Linked DNA regions of Mus musculus: regions 1, 2 and 3 are each linked to region 4. A link is a contact called in public ChIA-PET, Hi-C and promoter capture Hi-C data. All regions are on one chromosome and are shown on one strand. Each heading gives the region's core, a stretch centred on a gene start, on an enhancer-like site or on the middle of the called end of the contact. The rest is flanking DNA. Distances are from core to core; before and after follow the strand shown.

The links. Promoter capture Hi-C pulls out the DNA fragments that hold promoters and counts their contacts. Hi-C and Micro-C count contacts between places; a contact is called where the count stands out from the background. ChIA-PET counts read pairs in DNA pulled down with a chosen protein or histone mark.
Region 1: a contact with region 4 is called in an RNA polymerase II ChIA-PET map of memory CD8 T cells, with 2,582 read pairs. The contact joins the promoter of Carmil2 here to the promoter of Pskh1 in region 4. A contact is called at or near these places in 13 of 39 promoter capture datasets (the C10 cell line, the HPC-7 cell line, cranial neural crest and 10 more), 2 of 484 Hi-C or Micro-C datasets (LSK cells and bone marrow-derived macrophages), 20 of 115 datasets of contacts at active chromatin or transcription factors (bone marrow-derived macrophages, embryonic basal ganglia, embryonic forebrain and 12 more) and 5 of 9 other capture datasets (adipose tissue, embryonic stem cells, liver and 2 more).
Region 2: a contact with region 4 is called in a Hi-C map of bone marrow-derived macrophages, with 39 read pairs. The contact joins the enhancer-like site here to the promoter of Pskh1 in region 4. A contact is called at or near these places in 8 of 39 promoter capture datasets (the C10 cell line, the HPC-7 cell line, cranial neural crest and 4 more), 3 of 15 datasets of contacts at CTCF or cohesin (large pre-B cells, pro-B cells and stem cell-derived epiblast-like cells), 43 of 484 Hi-C or Micro-C datasets (B cells, the CH12 cell line, the G1E-ER4 cell line and 25 more), 11 of 115 datasets of contacts at active chromatin or transcription factors (the SCID.adh cell line, bone marrow-derived dendritic cells, bone marrow-derived macrophages and 5 more) and 4 of 9 other capture datasets (adipose tissue, liver, macrophages and 1 more).
Region 3: a contact with region 4 is called in a promoter capture Hi-C map of liver, with 2.3 times the contacts expected there. The contact joins the enhancer-like site here to the promoter of Pskh1 in region 4. A contact is called at or near these places in 6 of 39 promoter capture datasets (the C10 cell line, the HPC-7 cell line, cranial neural crest and 3 more), 2 of 484 Hi-C or Micro-C datasets (both in embryonic stem cells), 3 of 115 datasets of contacts at active chromatin or transcription factors (effector CD8 T cells, embryonic stem cells and thymic regulatory T cells) and 2 of 9 other capture datasets (adipose tissue and liver).

What each region holds. Positions count from the first base shown.
Region 1 is chr8:105,684,903-105,687,602 of GRCm38.p6, reverse strand. It overlaps Carmil2 (capping protein regulator and myosin 1 linker 2), which reads right to left and starts at 1,329. Exons shown (of 39, transcript NM_001357333.1): 1 at 1,290-1,329; 2 at 952-1,043; 3 at 807-857; 4 at 172-234; 5 at 1-50. The coding sequence starts at 1,329. Gm33578 (a long non-coding RNA gene) reads left to right here and starts at 1,383. Exons shown (of 2, transcript XR_387987.3): 1 at 1,383-1,442.
Region 2 is chr8:106,038,468-106,041,291 of GRCm38.p6, reverse strand. All of the region lies in intron 7 of Dus2 (dihydrouridine synthase 2), which reads right to left. Among named protein-coding and RNA genes, the nearest start is that of Nfatc3, 20 kb to the left of the region's middle. Within about 2 kb of position 1,466, at least 18 of the 459 cell types and tissues checked have an H3K27ac peak or open chromatin away from gene starts, as enhancers often do. A contact at or near this core is called in the CH12 cell line, bone marrow-derived macrophages, erythroblasts and 1 more, where this site is marked.
Region 3 is chr8:106,074,038-106,076,875 of GRCm38.p6, reverse strand. The region is part of intron 1 of Nfatc3 (nuclear factor of activated T cells, cytoplasmic, calcineurin dependent 3); the gene reads right to left. Among named protein-coding and RNA genes, the nearest start is that of Nfatc3, 16 kb to the right of the region's middle. Within about 2 kb of position 1,510, at least 39 of the 459 cell types and tissues checked have an H3K27ac peak or open chromatin away from gene starts, as enhancers often do. A contact at or near this core is called in liver, where this site is marked.
Region 4 is chr8:105,899,189-105,902,025 of GRCm38.p6, reverse strand. It overlaps Pskh1 (protein serine kinase H1), which reads right to left and starts at 1,552. Exons shown (of 3, transcript NM_173432.2): 1 at 1,486-1,552.

The DNA.
Region 1 (2,700 bases), core at 80-2,579, 210 kb after region 4:
CAGGGAAACTCCAGGACCAGTTCAGGCAGGGACTCCAGCTCAAAGGTGACCTGGGGAAGGAGGAGCCTTTTGGATCCCTGTGTGGTGGAAGCGCTGTCCATTCAGAGTGATATGTGTAGGAATAAATGATCAAGCGGAGTGTATGTTCAAGTTGGGGTCCAGCTTTCTTACCCGAGGGGGTGTTTCCTGTAGTGCCATGGCCTGGACCTCCAGGTAGCTGAATGTACAGTCCACCTGGAAAGCATCAGAGTCATTCCAACTGACTGTTGCTACTCTCTTGAGCCTAGTTCGTTCTTTCTTTCTTTCTTTCTTTCTTTCTTTCTTTCTTTCTTTCTTTCTTTCTTTCTCTTTCCTGAGACAGGGTTTCTCTGTGTAGACCTGGCTGTCCTGGAGCTCACTCTGTAGACCAGGCCTGCCTGCCTCTGTCTCCCTAGTGCCAGGACTAAAGGCGTGCACCACCACCTCCTAGCTTGTTCTTAAAATTTAAAAATTGTACTATTGGGTGTTTGCTGGCATGTTTGTCTCTGTACCACTCTTGTGTGCCTGGTTCCCAAAGATGCCAGAAGACGGTGGTGGGTGCCTTCGAACTAGAGTTCCAACCACTTGTGAGCCCACCTGGTGGTGGGAGAATTGAACCCAGGTCCTCTCTCCACAGCCCATGATTTTGTGGCATCCTGAGCTAGACCTGCCCAGACTTCCCTCCTGTCTGCTGTTGGAAAGTAAAAGCCAGCATGGGCAAAGAAGACAGCTGCGCAAGGCAGTCCCTTGCTGAAGGGGAAGGGGTGTTGGCCCGGCCTGGGACTCACCCTCAGGGGAAGGCAGGTGTGCAGCAAATATGCCCTCCATCGAAGCAGTGCCTGGGGGGAGACAAAAGACTAATACTCTAGGGAAATCAAGTTTCTTTGTGCAGGGTCTGGCCACTGTCCTGAGCTTCACTCCTGGCTACCATACCAGGATATGGCTTTGCTCGGCACCCTCCTGGGGAAGCCAGGTTTTCAACAGCAGCTCCGCCTCCTTGGGCCACAGGAACCTGGTGATCTCGCCTGTGGAAAGACAGTCTACTGGGTGACTTTGGCTCCTCTATTAGGGCCACTCTGTGCCCAAGGTCTGTGCTAGACTGAGTGCCCAGGTATTCATGTGTGGATCAGCTAGGAAGAAATGAAGCGGACTTTTAGGCACTGGCCCTCCCTCCAGAACAAAAACCCCTGGTCAAGTTCCCTAAGGCGCCGAGAGGAGAGGTCTGGTTTGGAGTCAGGCTCTTCATGGCCAGGTGGGCTCCCAGGGCTTACCTCGCAGTTCACAGGATATGTCGTCTGGGGTCTGTGCCATAGGGCCGGGACGGCCCAATGAGCTCTGGCGGGAAAAAGCAGCCGGCAGGAGCGTACACAGGAAGCCAGGGGCCCAGGCAGCAGTGCAGCCACCTGCTCCTCCTGCAGCGGAAGGTACGCGCTTCTTCCTGCCAGGCCGCCCCCGGCCCGGCCCCTCCCCGCCCCGGCTTCGTTGGCTGAGTTCGCCCCGGGTGGGAGGTTGTGGGAGGATGGTCGAATCTTGACTGTTGCTGTCGCTCAGGGACTTTTCCTTCCGCGTACTCGGGTACTCATGGGTGTGGTGTGTAGGGGAGAGGGTCTTGCCTTTTCACCCCTTGCCTGGTGCCCTACTTCCACCCTGCCCCGTAGTCCCGGGCGCAAACACCAGGGGACGCCACCCTCCAGGGGATGCCAAAGGCCTAACTAACTTGATCTATCCCAAGACACAGGTTGGGTAGGTTGGAGTAACTCAAAGGAAGCCAGAGCAGTTGTGTCTCTGTGCAGTAAAAATTACCCACCACCCAAGGTTCTGCCCTGCTCAGATACGAATTTAAGAGTCTGGCAACCTATTTGTAATCCCAGCACTGTAAAAACAGGCAGGAAGAAAAGAGGCTGGGCTGCACCCTTTTTTTTTTTTTTTTCTCCCCGAGACAGGGTTTCTCTGCGTAGCCTGGGCTGTCCTGGAGCTCACTTTGTATAGACCAGGCTGGCCTCGAACTCAGAAATCCACCTGCCTCTGCCTCCCAAGTGCTGAGATTAAAGGCGTGCGCCACCACCACCCGGCCTGGGCTGCACTTTTTAGAGGTGTGCCAGACTTTTTGACTGGACCATGGTTGGTGCCTGCTTTTAATTGGGAGGTCCAGGCAGGAGGACTCTTGAGTTTGAGGTCATTCTGGTCTATAGTCCTTGTCTCAAAAACCAGATTAGCCATAATCCTTTGTAACAGGTTCCTCTCATTTAGATGCGGGCTCTTTGGGAACATCTGTAGCTAATTTATGACCTGAATCTCACTGAAGGCTGGTGCTGGTATTTGTGTTCTCAGGTTGTCTGCATTGAAGTTCAGGGAGGATTCACTTGAGCCTAGAGCTGGGATGAGTATACTAGCCAGAAGCATGCTACCCTACAAAAGGGGCTGATTCAGATCTTACCCACACACCCCCACCCCACAGACTTCATTAAATCCCACTTCTAACTGCCCTACCCACAGTTCAGCAAAAGAGAAAGACAAAGTCTTGGAGAGCAGAAGCAACTATGTATTATAATCTCTTAGGCTTCTGTCCCATCTCTACCTTTCCCAGACAGAGGATGACTTGGGAGTGTCCTCTAAGCGGGACCCTCTCCACCAAGTCCCAGTCACTCTGGTTCATGTTAAGCCCAGGACTTTCTGGCTAAC
Region 2 (2,824 bases), core at 217-2,716, 140 kb before region 4:
TTTCTTTCTTTCTTTCTTTCTTTCTTTCTTTCTTTCTTTCTTTCTTTTTTTTTAAAGATAGGGTTTCTCCGTGTAGCCCTGACTGTCCTAGAACTCACTCTGTAGACCAGTCTAGCCTTGAATTCTAAGATTCATCTCTCTCTGGGGTCAAAGGCATGTGCCACCACTGCCCAGCAACTGGCAGCTTCCTTTCTGAGTAAAAGGAATAGTCCCTGGGTGGCAGCCCAAGAACCAGAATGGGAAAGGAAGGTCTTTAGGAGCCTAGGCTCTGTCCTCATGAATCCTCCTATTTTGAAAAGTCATATATACAAATATATAAACTGGAAGCCGGGCGTGGTGGCGCATGCCTTTAATCCCAGCACTCAGGAGGCAGAGGCAGGAGGATTTCTGAGTTCGAGGCCAACCTGGTCTACAAAGTGAGTTCCAAGACAGCCAGGGCTGTACAGAGAAACCCTGTCTCGAAAAACCAAAAAACAAACAAACAAACAAACAAATATATAAACTGGAAAAGGAAAATATGACACTTTTAACATGTTTTTAAATGCTTCTTATATAACAATTAGGAAAGGTTGCAAAGAAAGATCAAGACGTTAACACGGGAAAATAGTCAAGGAGGCAGCATGACATGGCAACGTGAGAATCAGAGACCAAGAGAGAGACAACCCGGCCTGAATGTCTATGGCATTGCTATCTTCTTCCTACATCAAAAATCTCAGGTCAGGCACGAGTGTGAGGAAGGTGATCTCAAACACTGGACTCCTACCCTGCAAAAGGTGCCTCCTAGGCAACAGCTACCAGGCAGGCAGGAGGACTTGCATTTACCTGAATTCTAGACAGATGAGGGCAGCGGAGAGCCGGTTACAGTAAAACAGGCCTTATCTGAGAGCTAAGGATATGAAACTGTTGAAAGGCCAACAGTTCACCACCAAGACCCTCCCTGCTGGCCAGGCGGGCAGGAACACTCTCCAGGTGCTGCCTCACACAGCAGACTAGACCTGATTGCCCAGAGTCATCCTGGCAAGCCTTAAATTTGTACTTTAAGGAAGGGGGACACTGCCAGGCCCATGAGGATCCATCAGAAAAACTCTCACTCCAGCTAGGCATGCTGGCACATGCCTCAGCACTTGGGAGGTAAAGGCAGGAGGAGCAGGAGTCCAAGGTCATTCTTGAATCATAAGGAGCCCAGAGTACGTGAGACCTTATCGCAAAACACATCAATCAATCAATCAATCAATCAATCAATCAATTCCACATTAGTTTAATAACTCTGGTTCACAGCAACATATCTAGAAGGTTCCCTGGCGAGTGCTAACTTTGAACCTTTGAAATGCAATGACGAAAATACCAAGTGGTTTGATACAGTTCTCAGCCTTAGAGGGCTCCCTTTTGATTCATTCTAAGTAGCTCTAGGTACTTTCTAGGCATTCCTGTTCACATTCACATTCACAACCAGGAAGGAGATTAGGGAAGTGAAAGACCCGGTCACTTGCTAGGACCACATGAGGGAAGAACAGGCAACCTGAGGCTGTCTTAGCAGTGTGGACACGCCACCACCCAGAGCTAAATCATGTCACATGTCCCTGCCAGAGGAGGGGAAGGACTAGGACTAGGGATGAAATTCACATCTAGTGAGGAACAGAATATCCAACCATGAGCAGGCTTGTCTCACCAGATCTACTGGCTAGCCTAAAATACATAAGATTCTCTCTCTCTCTCTCTCTCTCTTTCTCTCTCTCTCTCTCTCTCAAAAAAAAAAAAAAGGAAAGAAGGAAGGAAGGAAGGAAGGAAGGAAGGAAGGAAGGAAGGAAATTTGCCATTATTAGCTCTGTCCCACCCTTAACTTCTTGGTTCTAGAGATGGGTTTCACTGTGTACCCCAGACTGTCTTGGACTCTGTTACACAGTGCAGGATGCCTCAAACTCAAAACCCTCCTGCTTCAGCCTCTTCAGTACTGATTAACATTATAAGTATCTGCTACCTTTTTTTTTTCTTCAGTTTATTTCAAGACAGGGTTTCTCTGTGTAGCGCTGGCTGTCCTGGAACTCGCTCTGTAGACCAGGCCGGCCTCGAACTCAGGGATCCACCTGCTTCTGCCCTACTCCCTACATTTGGGATTAAAGTCCTGTGAAACACTTTTAAGTGTAAGTAATCCAGTTACCTTCACAGTATAGTTAAGCCACTATCACTATGTATTTCCATAGTTTTTTCCTGACCCCACGTGAGCAACCTTATCTTGAGAAAACTTTCAGAGTACCCACAAAGCTCTCAGCCAGTTCCCAGCTTGCCAGTACAGTGTGGACGTGAAATGAACCCTGCCCGACATGCCTAAGTCACATCTAACTTGGTGGAAGCCTGAAGCCTCTCTTTCATGAAGTAAAGAGCACTCACTAGGCCAAGCTGGCACACGTGACCGTAGCAGAATGAAGCAAGCTTCTGAGACGGCGTGCATTCCTGCTGCCTCTTACCAAATGTGTTCTTTACGTGGGGCAGGGGCAACATCACTGGCCTACTTAGTCAGGTGATGGAAGAGAGGGAAACCGCCTGTGTGTACACGTGAACTGGAGCCTCTTGTGAGACATCACTTAGTACTTTAAGGAAGGGGGACACTGCCAGGCCCATGAGGATCCATCAGAAAAACTCTCACTCCAGCTAGGCATGGAGTGTGGAAACCATTCTGAGATCCACAGTTGTCCCCTCCGTTCTACACAGGGCCTCTGACTGCAGGCTCTAAAGCCTAGGCTGTTACTGAACTGTGGCTAGGATCTCAAGAACTACCATAGCCTCCTGTAGCATCAGGTATCACAGAGAAGGAACACTAATGCTG
Region 3 (2,838 bases), core at 261-2,760, 170 kb before region 4:
ATTCACGTCTGCACACAGCAGATCAGGTTACAAAGCCACTAGATGGGGCTGGAGAGGTGGTTCATTAGTAGAGAGCACTGGCTGTTCTTTCCAGGGCCTGGGTTTGATTTGACTCCCAGCACCCATAAAGAAGCTCACAAGTGTCTGAAACTCCAGTCCCAGTGATCCAATGTCCTCTTCCGAGGGCACAAGACATGTATATGGTACACAGACATAATCAGGCAAAACATCGAACACATCAAATTAATTAAAACAAAAAGCGACCAGACACCACTAGATTCTTTACCTAAATAAAAAATAGCTGACTGAGGATATTAAATTATAGTTGATCATTAATCTTCACAAATTTAGACTATTCAATTTACTCCCTCGCTAGGCCTGGTGGCATGCATCTTCTGTTATCCCAGCACTCTAGCTTGTGCTGTGGAATTGAGACTTTAAGGATAGCTTTGGCTACAAAGAAAAACTCTGTCTCAAAATAAATTAAATTAAAATGGATAAAATTAAATAAAACCCACCCCTTGTTTTTTTATATTTAAGCAAGTCCTGCCAGCAACAACTATACTAGCAACTACTATATTCTTTATCATTATACAATCCAATTTTTTTAAAAAACAAATTTTTACTTAAGAATGTACTTTAAAAATCTTGTTTTGAATAAAAATCACCTATGAAAGTTTTTTTTTTGTTTGTTTGTTTGTTTGGTTGGTTTTTCGAGACAGGGTTTCTCTGTATAGCCCTGGCTGTCCTCGAACTCAGAAATCTTCCTGCCTCTACCGCCCGAGTGCTGGGATTAAAGGTGTGCACCACCACGCCCAGCTGAAAGTCTTTATAGTTTCATTCTAATGTAATTATTTTATCAATGTTATTCCAGCAGTTGATTAATGCTGAAATTTGTAACTTCCTCCCAGCAAACTGTAGATAAAAACAAGTAAATACACAAATGGTGTCTTGAGGCTGATAGAAACAGTTCATTGGGTAATAGTGCTTTCTGTACTGGGATGAGAACTTGAATTCAAACCCCTGTGACCCATAAATGAGGGTGGGCATGGCTCCAAGTGTCTGTGACCTTGGCACCGAGGGCTAAGAGGCAGTCAGGTCTCAGGGGTTCCCGGGAGGTGAGTCAGCCTAGCTGAAATGGTGAGCTCCTGGTTCAACGAGAGGCCCTGTGTCAAAACCATAGAACAGTCACAGAGAAACACCTGACCTCCTCCTCTACCCTCCTCATGCACGGGAGCATGAGTGTACCCACACAATGTCTTAAAGTAATACAAAGACATGAACACACACACACACAAAATAGTTTCATCTTTTTCCCCACGTGTCCAGAAGTCCTAACTCTGAGACGATGGCACTCACTCCAACCACACTTTAACAGTCATTGAGATTTTCAACCGTAGACTTCATGATGCTCCAGAACCATTTTGACTAATTTAATTTTTGTAAATGTTCTATCAGCCACCAGAGGGCCCTAGGAAAGCAGACAGTAATCTAGAGAATACAGAGAGCATGTTCACGTCTTTACGAACAGTAAACCAGGGTCTGGCAGAATACAGCCTGTGAGCCCAATCTGTCCTACCACCTGGTTTTTTGTTTTTAAATGACAGCCTACAAGTTAAGAATGGTTTTTAAAAGAAAATTTTATGGATATAATGTGATTCAAATTCTGTGTCTATAAATAAAATTTTATTGGAACTTGGCCACACTCAATTATGTGCTGTCCATGGTCATGTTCCCACAAAGATAGAGAAGAGCAACTGTGAAAAAACACTTTAAGTTCTGCCGCATTGCTGCTCGGGACACAGTAATACAGTTTTGTTGTTTTGTGTTTTTCAGGACTGAACCTAAGGTGTTACAAATACTGGGCAAACAAACATAGTACATCAAGTTCTATATGAAGTCCTCCAACACCTTTTGTTTTTAAAGACAGAGAAATAGGGGAGGGAGTGTCTCACTATGTATCTGTGATTGGTTGGCAAACTGCCATGTACACAAAGCTCGCCTACAACTCTATGTATACCTGCCTTGTGTTGAACTACAGTGATTCTCCTGTCTCTGCCTCATGACTAACAACAGTAATCCCAGGATGTGGATGGCTGAGGCAGGAGAACTACTGAAAGAGTTTGTCAGAGCAAGACTTTGTCTCAAAAACAGAGATGAGAGGGGGGTAAAAAGAGACCCTGTCTCAAAACCAAAATAAGAGCAACAACAATAATCAACTAATCAATCAATTAATAATCAAGCAAGATGGACATAGTAGCACAAGGTCATAATACCAGCACTGGGAAGTTGAGGCAAAAGGTTAAGAATTCTAGATCACCCTTGACTATATACACCTGGCTCCTCAATCCAGCCCTGCTTTCAATTCTTTAGCAAAGCACAGTGACTCATAACTGAAATTCAAGTACTCAATAGACTAAGCAGGAGGACTGGCACAAATTCAAGGCCAGCCTGAGCTACATGGTGAGTTCCAGATCAGTCTGGACTACTATCTCAAAAAGCAAATGCAATGAAAAGAATGACTATGGACTAAGCAATTCTTCTCAATTATGTATTCATGAGAATAAAAATATGTCTATATAAAAACTTAGACACATATGTTTATAATAGCATTATTTGAAATGGCCAAAGGGTTAAAAAAATCAGATAATTCTCAATAGATTAATGGATAACCTAGTAAGGAAGAATAAATAAAACTTATTGTGGTGCTACACAACTGCAATCAACCTACTTAGCAGGCTGAAGCAACACAGTAAACAAGAATCTCTCATTAAGAAAGGAAAGGTGGGGCTGGAGAGATGGCTCAGCGGTTAGGAGCTCTGACTGCTCTTCCGAAGG
Region 4 (2,837 bases), core at 303-2,802:
AGCACAGATTTCTACCTCATATCTTGTTTCTTTCTTATTTTTTGTTTTGCTTCATGAGACAGGGTCTCACTCTGTAGTCCTGGCTGACTTGGTACTCGATATGCAGTCTGGGATCATCTCAAGTACCATGGTAATCCTGCTCCTTCTGCTTCGCAAATGCTGGGGTTACAGCATTTAAGCTACCATACATTGTAAGCTGACCATGTAGCTAAGTGAAAAGGGTTCAGGCCCTGAGTTCAATTTCCATCAACGAAATCAGCAGAAAAATAAAGTGAAGACTCCCCCCACCCCACCCCCAAGACAGCCTCACTATATCAGACTGTCCTTTAACTTTTGGGCATCCTCCTGCTTCTCTCTCAGGAGTGCGGTGATCACAGGCATGCACCACCAAACCAGGGCTTTGGAGTATTTTGTTTTTGAGACGGGGTCTCATATAGCCCAGGTTCGTCCTAAATGTACTATGTAGCCTAAACTAGCCCTTATTGATCGGAAGTGTAGTCTACCACATCTAGAGAAGAGTAAAACTCTTGAATTTGTATCTTGAAAAAAAATACTTCAAGATGTCACTGTTTGCTGTGACTATCTCAAAATGCTGGCCATGACAGATGTTCCCCCAAGGCTTAATCTGTATCTATTCAAGTCAGTGTCCCGATAGCTTTAACTAAACACTACTACTGTGTGAACGCAGGAGACAGTTTTCCAAGGAAAAGACATTGGTGATAGATTCAAAAAGACACAGGTTAATTTCCTCTACTGGTGAGTGAGGGTGGAAATGAACGGAAGTTTCACAAACCGAGAAAGCAGCTATCTGAACCTCGAGGGTATGAAACCACAGAGTTAATAGGAGGCTCACATGCCTCAACAAAACACTACATAATCGCAGTACAGACGTGCCCAGGCGTTCTCTGCAGGGCTAGGTAGGCCACATCCGATTATGATAAGCTTTGAATGCTGCAGGCTACAAGGTTTAGTTTTTCCCTACAGTGACTAAGGAGGCAATTTTAACGAGTGATTTTTCTGGTGCGAATTATACACGCAGCAGCTTCAGAGGACTGAGCGGGGCTCTCCTTATAAGTATGACAGGTTTGCCTTGCAAGCGACCCAGCTGGACTCTGGCCCTTTTTCCAGCCAGTACATGGAAGCGATCGATGGCCCCCGCAGGACCCTGGCGTTCAGTCGCAAGGGAAGGGTGTGGAGTAGGCGCCGCACACAACAAGGTTAGATCAACCTGACCCGCGCTGGACGCGGGACGGCTGGGCCACAGACAGGCAGATGACCAAGTCCATCGGGCCTAACGCGGCAGGAGGTTTCGAGGCCATGCCTGGGGACCGCGGGTAGCCACAGCCCGGCCTGCTCCCCAGCCCACAGGCCCCAGTGCACGGGGACCGAGGGCTCGGAGTCGCGCCAGGCCCTGGCTGCGCCCGCGGCTGAACTCGCAGGCCCCTCACGCCGGTCAGGCCGAAGCCCCGAGCCGGAAGGCCTCACCTCGCGCGGGCGGCGGGCTCTCCGGAGTCTCGGCGGCTCAGCCCACCGTCTCCCAGCCCAGGCCACGGGCGCCGCCGCCATCCTCCCGCGTCAGCGTGGTGGCGTCATTACTGCGCGCGCCTGACGCCAAAACAAACTTGGGCGGCCAAGGGACGGAAGGGAGGCGGAGCCTCCAGACGCGAACGCAAGTGTGTGTAGGGGGGGGGGGGGGTTCGGAGTGCCTGCCAATCAACGTCTTCGGGGCGGAGCAGAGCTCTTTTCCAGGGGTGGGTCTGTTTGCCGCTAGACACCGCTGGGGAGCCATTTGTGGAGGGAAAAGTTCTGGGAAAGGTAATGACCGAGAGAAATGGAAAAAAAATGGCAAGATTCTTCTATAGATGAAGGAGTTCTTGAAGGGCAAGGGAGTGTGTCATCACGCCAGGGCTAATTTTTTTTAATGTATTGATGCAAAAACAAATGAATCACGAGATTTATAACATAAAATAAAAAGTAAAAAAGATTGTTAATGTATTGATGCAAACACAAATGAATCACGAGATTTATAAAATAAAATAACGAATAAAAAAGATTGTTACCAAGCTTGACATGGTGGGCACATTCCTTTAATCTCAGCACTCAGGCAGGAGGATCTCTGAGTTCCAAGCCAGTGTGGTCTACAAAGCTAGTTCCAGGACAGTCAGGGCTATTACAGAGAAACCTGTCTCAAAAATAAACAAAGAAGCTGGACGTGGGGGCACACGTCTTTAATCCTAGCACTCGGGAGGCAGAGGCAGGCAGATTTCTGAGTTCGAGGCCAGCCTGATCTACAAAGTGACTTCCAGGACAGCCAAGGCTATACAGAGAAACCCTGTCTTGAAAAAAAAACAAAAAATTAATTAATTAAAAAAATAAAGATTTTTTTTTTTGTACTAACACACTAGGTTTTGAAACAACTTTTACTTTTTTAAAAAAGACAAAACATCGTTAGCCTGTAATCCTAGTACTTTGGAAGCAGCAACAAGAAAGACTTTAGTTTGAGGCTAGCCTGGTGTATTTATTAAGGTCCTATCTCAATAAAAAAATTCATCAGTGTGTTCCCACATGCCTATAATCCTGGCACTCAGGAATTTAAGGGGATATTGCAGTGAGAGGTTTAAAAAAAAAAAAAGGCCAGGTTATAGAAGTTATAAGTTTTCTTGGGATACAGATTAAGACCATCTTTCAAAATGGCAGCAATGAAATTTGTTTCTCAAAGGGTTATGGGATTACTAAAAACATGAACTTTAACCCAGCCTGGTGTGATTTGGGAAGCAGAGGGGGGACCTCTGAGTTCAAGGCCTGCATGGTCTGTCTATAGCAACAGGATACCCAGG